2 separate regions of the Mus musculus genome follow, and region 2 is linked to region 1. The links are chromatin contacts, called in public Hi-C maps. All regions are on one chromosome and are shown on one strand. The core of a region is the stretch at or near the end of the contact, and the rest is flanking DNA. Distances in the headings are between cores, read along the strand shown.

Region 1 (3,761 bases), core at 453-2,952:
TTCTCTATGTTCAACACATTCTGATGGGGCCAAAATAGCAATGTGTGTGCAGGTGTGTTTTTCCTTATGGAATGTCCAGAAAAAAAAACAATCTGGGTTTTTGGCCATTTTCAGTTTTTAGAGACCACCTATAATTCCTCGGCTCTCATCCCTTTCCTTCTATTTTCAAAGCCAGCAATGGCCATTGGAGTTCTCCCACTGCAATGCTCTCGCAGCTTCTGGGGCCTCTCTTTGGTACTTTTGAGAGCTTGCATTGCATACACTAGCAAGATTTCGCTGAAAGGACCCAGATATAGCTCTCTCTTGTGAGACTATGCCGGGGCCTAGCAAACACAGAAGTGGATGATCACAGTCAGCTATTGGATAGGTCACACGGCCCCTAATGGAGGAGCTAGAGAAATTACCCAAGGAGCTAAAGGGAACTGCAACCCTATAGGTGGAACAACAATATGAACTAACCAGTACCCAGGAGCTCTTGTCTTTAGCTGCATATGTATCAAAAGATGGCCTAGTTGGCCATCACTGCAAAGAGAGGCCCATTGGACTTGCAAACTTTATATACCCCAGTACAGGGGAACGCCAGGGCCAAAAAGGGAGAGTGGGTGGGTAGGGGATTGGGGGGGTTGGTATGGGGGACCTTTGGGATAGCATTGAAAATGTAAACGAGGAAAATACCTAATTAAAAAAAAAGAGAGCTTGTAAATTTTATTGAAACAATGGGTGACCAGTGTCACAGCCTTCCATATAGCCTAGCCTATTTTTAGTTTCCAGATATTAGGACATGAGCATGTTTGGAGGGAAGAGAATACTGCTGTTGTTGAAAAATACTACCTTCTGCCTTACATTTTACCAGGCAATTTGGCAAAAATAATTTAAGGTCAGTATATATACTTATTTAGCATTAAAAAGCCTGAGAAATTTTAAATTATCATTCTACCTGATGAAATCAGATGCCCCAAGGAAGAAATGTTTATGTTAACAAGAAATTTAACAAAAAGTAAGTGAAAGAAAATAAAATTTAGAGCAGATTAATAGACAGACAAACAGACAGAAGAGAAATGATTAGATAGATAGATGGATAGATAGATAGATAGATAGATAGATAGATAGATAGATAGATAGATAGTCATTTTTATAAAGCAAACAAAGCAAATCTAAGAAAAAAACACACATCACTGTACTGAGAATAAGAACAGGGTGAAAAATCATCAGAAACTGGAATGAGAATGCCCAGAGGAATAGAGAAAATAGAGAATACTGGAATGCGGTAGTGCTTACCTTACTGTATAATTTACTAAAACGTCATTACATTTTTATTTATTATGATAGGTGTGTTTGATGTTATTTAGTTAAATGTTAATAAAGCAACCCACAGCAAGAGCAAATGAAATTTACTTTGGAAGGTATCTGGTCAAGAACCACTGCTCATTATGAAGACAGAACAAATACCCACCCTCTCTGTAGTCCTTCATCTCATTCCAGTTCAGGAAACCAAGAGATAGCCTAGTTTCTGCTGTTTGTGAAGTAACAATCTCAAATATGGAAGATGAAGACAAGTGAATAATACTCTCACATGACCCAAGCTTCTAGTCCAGCTCTAAAAATGAGTCACGAAGGGAGCCTTTCCCTCATGAACATGTTTAAGGAAAAGCTATGTGCTTGGTTTAGCATAATTGACCACAATAATTACAGTGCATGAGGATTTATGTTGTATTTTTAAGACTGCCAGGTCTGGAGGGCAAAGGGGAATTCATTGTGGAGTGGGAGCAGGGTTCATAGCTTGAAATCCACAAAAAGTCATGCACATTTTTTAAATGTTACAAACTAGCAATTATGGGCTGCAGAAGTATTTGTGCTTGTTCAGAGGTTCCATGGGGAAAATAGGAAGATGTTCATCTTCTCAATAAATTCAGCTCTAAGGAAAAGTGTTACATTGTCAAATATACTTTTATGATTAGCCTCATCTCCAGGAATGGGGTACAGACAGGCCCACCCTTTAAGAGAACCCAAGTCTTTTCTAAAGCTAGGGAGAATGAAGGTATGATTTATATTCTTAAAAAGGGAATAAAATGAAGGTATGATTTAATCTGAATGCTAAATATTATTGGTAGTCAGATTTATATCACACATTAGTCACTGATTTTATTTCAGACCAGTAATAATAAAACAAAAGCCTCTTTGTGTTCCTACAGAGCAAGTTTATCTCCCAGGCTACTTGTCCATACACTGTTAATTTTACCAATTATCAAAACAAGAGAATAAGAAAGTCATTAATTCAACCCCGATTGGAGCATAGGATAGGTATAAAGACTCCCTCAGATCAGAATCATGAAGTAACTATCCTACCATTGCTGTGAGACAAAAGCTTTGTAATTTAAGCTTACTTCATAGGTCATTGTAGTATTGGCAGGTAGTCCTTACAAATGAAAACTTTCTGTTTTAAAACTTTTCAGCTTCTTTCTCTCAACGTGAATAAAAACACAAAGAAACAGGAGAGTGGGGCATGGGTGGCACATGTTTTTAATCCCCACACGTGGGAGAAAGAGGCAGGCAGTTCTTTATGCTTTTGAGGCTATTCTGGTCTACTCAACCAGGATAGGCAGGGCTGCATAGAGAGACCCTCCCCTGAGAGAGAGAGAGAGAGAGAGAGAGAGAGAGAGAGAGAGAGAGAGAGAGGCAGAGACAGACAGAAACAGACAGACAGAGAGACAGAGACAGACAGACAGGCAGGCAGGCAGGCAGGCAGGCAGGCAGGATAATTTTTTACTATGCAACTAAATCCTCTGGTAGCTATGGGATCTTTGAGAAAGACAGTTTCAAGAGCATTCACAAATGCTAAACATTCAGTCTCTTTCTTCCACAATTAAGCAAATAAAGAAACTAAGCTCACAGTGTGTGGGGGGGTGGGGGAGTCCTATGGATGAGGTCACAGTGAGCCCCAATTGTTCATCTAAGGAGCTCTGTATGTTGTGTTTTTAGTGTCTCCATGACACCTGAGGTTCCTTGATAAGGCTAGATTGGCAGGCCAGTGAGTCCTGGGAATCTGTCTCTGCCTCCTCACCAATCGGGTGAGGAGCACAGGAACAGCACAGCAGGCTTCCTTACTGGGGTACTGGGGCCTGTGCTCTGGTCTTCGTGCTCATATTAAAAGCACTTTGCAGACTGAGCTATCTCTCCAGTCCTCTTGCTGGTGTTTTATACTGAAAAACTTCAACAGCTATCTGAATCTGATTTTAACCCATCCTGTCCTTAATCAAATTATGTCAACTCTTATTAAAGCCAGGAGGATAATACCTACACATAAGCCTTAAGCAACCACTACACAAGCAATAATAAAGTAGATCAGAGGATAAACATTGACTGAGCAAAATTTAGTTTTGTGGGATTCATATAATAACACCACCACCTACTTCCACCAGCGTCAAGATTTTATGCCTACGCTGACTTCTGGGAGATACTGAATTCTTACTCCCCAAATATTCTAAAGTGTGTAACAAAATAAAATTCACACACTTTGCTTATGTGTTTGGATCTTTGAATTGCCCAACCCTCACAGAACCCTTCCAAATAACCCAGACCTGTCATTTGTGCTGACCATACCATAGTTACTGCAACAATTAAGATAAATTCTATTGCAACATGGCCCAACACAAAGACAACAGTAATTTAACCTGAAACTCCAAGTCTTTTAGCAAACCATTTTTTCAGTCTATCTTCTCTCTTAGGTGCTCTTTTTTCTTTTCTTTTTTTTTTCAATTTTT
Region 2 (3,761 bases), core at 334-2,833, 110 kb before region 1:
TTGCTCATTAAGTATTCACAAAAGCAAGTATTGAACCATTACAAACTGAGTTTATTGGCTGGAAATGACTATAAATTCTTGTGCTTTTCATAACATACATTTTTATTGTACCTTAATATATATTAATTAGAGCTATTAAAACATGAGAAGTTAATAATTTATGGATGAAGTAATAAGGTAGAATTTAGAAAATTCTCACATGATAAGCAGAACATACATGCCTATATGTACATATATAGACATATATATGTGTGTGTGTATGCATACACATACACACATACTATTTAAGCATATGCCAAGGTGTGAACAGTATTTGCTTTCAAATAATAGGTCCAATGATCCTCATCAGATAGATAAATTAGTATAAATTTCAACAAAAAAAATATGTGCACAAGAAATTACAGGTTTGTTAATTATTATTTTTATTTGCATCTCAAATGTTTCCCCTTCTTGGATTCCCCTTCCAGAGTTCTTCACCCCATCTCCCACCCCCTTTGCCTCTGAAAGGGTGCCCTCCATCCTCCCTCTCTGGGTCATTGAGTTTCTACAGAATTGGGCACATCCCCTCACACTGGTGTCAAATAAGGCAGTCAGTCCTCTCCTACATATGTGCAGAGAAATTGTGGATTTTATTGATAGAAAGTTTGTTGGTTTTTGGAAAAGCTTAGTCCTACTTTCAACATCCCCACTGTGCCCTAACTCTGGATGGCTCCTTCTAAAAGATGCTTCCTTTCAGCATCACAGGAGGTCAAAATCAGAAAGAAACAGAGAGAGCAGCCATGATGGCTGTCATGTTCACCATTAACCTGTTACACAAGCACACTCTGTTTTGTTGGACAAGTGTTTGCTGTGGCTGACTGAGTGAGCTTGGATCTTAGGCTGTGCTTCCTCTGGAAATGGTTCTGGTGATCCAAGCAAAATGCATCCCAAGGGAAACCACCCTCCTCTCAGCTTTATTCTGTGGAAGATGAGGGCTCTGCTGCTGCCAAACCCTGGGGGAGTTTGGGGGAGAGACAGGGTTAGTGCTAAAGGACAAGCATAGATGGCTGTTCTCTTTCCCTCTACCAGAACACCCTACCCTTCATTTATTTCTCAAAATCTGGCCGTCAGCTCCTGGAGCTCAAGCATCTGCTCTCATTTAAAAATGAGTTACAGAGTATTAGGTTCAGCTTTAAACAAGAAAGAAAGAAAGAAAGAAAGAAAGAAAGAAAGAAAAAAAAAACCTTAAATTTTGGGAAAAGCTTTTGTTTAATCACATCAAGTCTGTGTCACAAGCTGAAGAATGCCAGGAAATTCCAAGCTAAAGGCAAATACTTCATTCACAACTCATTCCACAAAGCCTGAAAACAGTGGGTTAGACACCAGAAAAACTCTGATTGTTTTTTGTCATGTCAATTCATGTCATAACCTTGGCATTGTTCTCTCTTTTAATTTAATAATATGAGATTAAACTGATCCTGTTCTCCTATTTCTCATTAGTGCTGAACAAGCACTTTTGGCACACACAATTCAAATCACTGGTATGTTGCTCGGTGCCTCAGTATGTTTGGCTATGAGGTAAAGTGTCTTGACCTGTCATCTATCTCTGAGGCTTGAGAAAGAAATGATTTCAACATTCTTGCTCTTAGCCCATATATATAAATCTATTCTCAATGACATGTCTGCAGCTCTGAGGTTAACACAAAACCATGAGGCACAAAAAGGGACTGGAGGAGAGGGGAAAAAAGTCTCAAAGGCCCAGAAGAGACGGGTGCTAAATCTTCTGCTTTGTGGTCAGCCATGGGTGCTGTGTTTTATAAGTGAAATGAGGAATGTCTGTGGCTCCCTTTTGGATGTGGAAAGTGTTCATTTCTCAACTGGAAAGCTCTGAATTTCTGTACACTTTCAGAGTTGTACATAATAAAAAAAAAACAAAAAAACAAAAAAACAAAACATGGTGCCTGACCCAGACAGCACAGTCCACCTCACTGAGAACTTGAAATAAAAAAAAAAATAGAAAAATAAAAAATCTTCATGACTTTGATGAGCTGAGAACAAAGGGGGAGATAGGAAACTTACAGGGAACTAGCCTTTCCACATGACGACTATCAGTAGTTACCAAAGGACTGATCTGTCAAAGAATTACAACCTTAGTGGGATAGAGTATCTTCTGGAACTGACCCTATTTCAAGATTAGCTTTTCTTCCATCAGTAAGGTCTTACTGAGGACCAATGTACTATACCTACTACAAAGGTAAAGATAGAAGTAATTTTGATGTGCTATTCAACTAATTTTAATATGGCTTTACTGGATATAATACAAAAGAGCTTAGACATCTGTGTGTAGAAACTGGCCAAGGGAACTCAGCATCCATTCCTGATGTGGATAAATCCATGTCTGAGCTATACAGAGTTGATTTCGAATGTCACCTTACTTATTCTTTCAATGGTATATCCTAAGCACCTGATACACAGATACATCCAGAATCTGTCTCTATGGTAGACACAGGTGATGAAGCAGAAGTGATGAGAGAGAGAGAGAGATCTCGTGAAGTTCATAGGAATACTGTGGGATACATGTTAGCCACCACAGAGGTATATAACACACATTGGGGGACTCACACATAGTTGTGATGATATTATTTAAACACATTCCCTAAAATTTCATGTCTAGAGCATGACTCCTGGTTTGGTGACATAGAGTTCATATGGACCATTATCCTGGTGGGAGATTCTGAGGTTAGTGAGACTATGTCCTAAGAGGAGATTGTATATTGAGATGTCATTTGTCTCTCCTGCATGTGACTCTCACCATCCTCTCCCCATGAGGATCTTCTAAGAGCCAGTGCTGTTCCTGAGCTTGCTGTCTCTAAAACAACAAGCGAGGCAACCGTGATGGCTAATACTGATTGTCAACTCAGAATGACTGAGAATTCCCAAAGAAGTCACTTATTAGCATCCCTCTGAGGGGTTATCTAGATTAGACTGAGAATTGGCATCCATCCCACTCTGCTTCCTGATTCCAGGTGAAATGTGACATTGCATCCTGCTGACATAGCTTTGATAGGAAAGACTTATACTCCTTTCCCTCAGAAAATAAGAAAACCAATTAATAGAGTAGGTAAATCTATTTTCTTTATAAAGGTACCTTGTCTCAAATATTTTGTTACAGTAATAAGAAATGGATTAATACAAAAGTGATGAAGAGGGTATAGAAAGGGCCATACTGGGACATCAAACATGGTATGTGTTGGAAAGAAGGGGAAGGGTCATCAGACTTGTTAGATAACTGGTTCTAAATCTTCCCAAGGCTATGCCCCTTTAATACAGTTCTTCATGCTTTAGTGACCACCAACCATAAAATTATTTTCATAGCTACTTTCACAACTATAATTGTGCTACTCATATGAATCCTAATGTAAATACCCATGTTTTCCAATGGTCTGTAGAACACCCCTAAGAAAGAACTGTCCAATCTCTAAAGGGATCCTGATCCACAGGCAGAGAACCTCTGAGTTAGTTGATCATAGAGTAAAGTAATGGTTATAGGCATGCCCAAAAGGGAAAACAAGAGTACAACATATAGAGTTGAAAGTATCTTGATCAGGTATCAACCCTCTAATAGTAACTGCCATGGATTTGGATTAGAAAACGAGCATCTCACATCTTTCCCTGGATAAGAGATTATCCTGAGAAAAATGTACAGAAACCCTCCCAATCCTGTCTTCTGATGAACACTGTGAACAGAATGGAACAAAATGCATCACACATTTACAGTGCCA

The links. Hi-C and Micro-C count contacts between places; a contact is called where the count stands out from the background.
Region 2: a Hi-C map of the 3T3-L1 cell line shows a contact between it and region 1, with 6 times the contacts expected there. The contact joins two enhancer-like sites. A contact is called at or near these places in 1 of 39 promoter capture datasets (the 3T3-L1 cell line), 1 of 15 datasets of contacts at CTCF or cohesin (the NIH/3T3 cell line), 5 of 484 Hi-C or Micro-C datasets (the 3T3-L1 cell line, the C2C12 cell line, adipose-derived mesenchymal stem cells and 2 more) and 1 of 115 datasets of contacts at active chromatin or transcription factors (pancreatic cancer cells).

What each region holds. Positions count from the first base shown.
Region 1 is chr10:37,493,547-37,497,307 of GRCm38.p6, reverse strand. No RefSeq gene overlaps it. Among named protein-coding and RNA genes, the nearest start is that of Gm31330, 58 kb to the right of the region's middle. Within about 2 kb of position 1,702, at least 21 of the 459 cell types and tissues checked have an H3K27ac peak or open chromatin away from gene starts, as enhancers often do.
Region 2 is chr10:37,600,938-37,604,698 of GRCm38.p6, reverse strand. No RefSeq gene overlaps it. Among named protein-coding and RNA genes, the nearest start is that of Gm31330, 170 kb to the right of the region's middle. Within about 2 kb of position 1,583, at least 41 of the 459 cell types and tissues checked have an H3K27ac peak or open chromatin away from gene starts, as enhancers often do.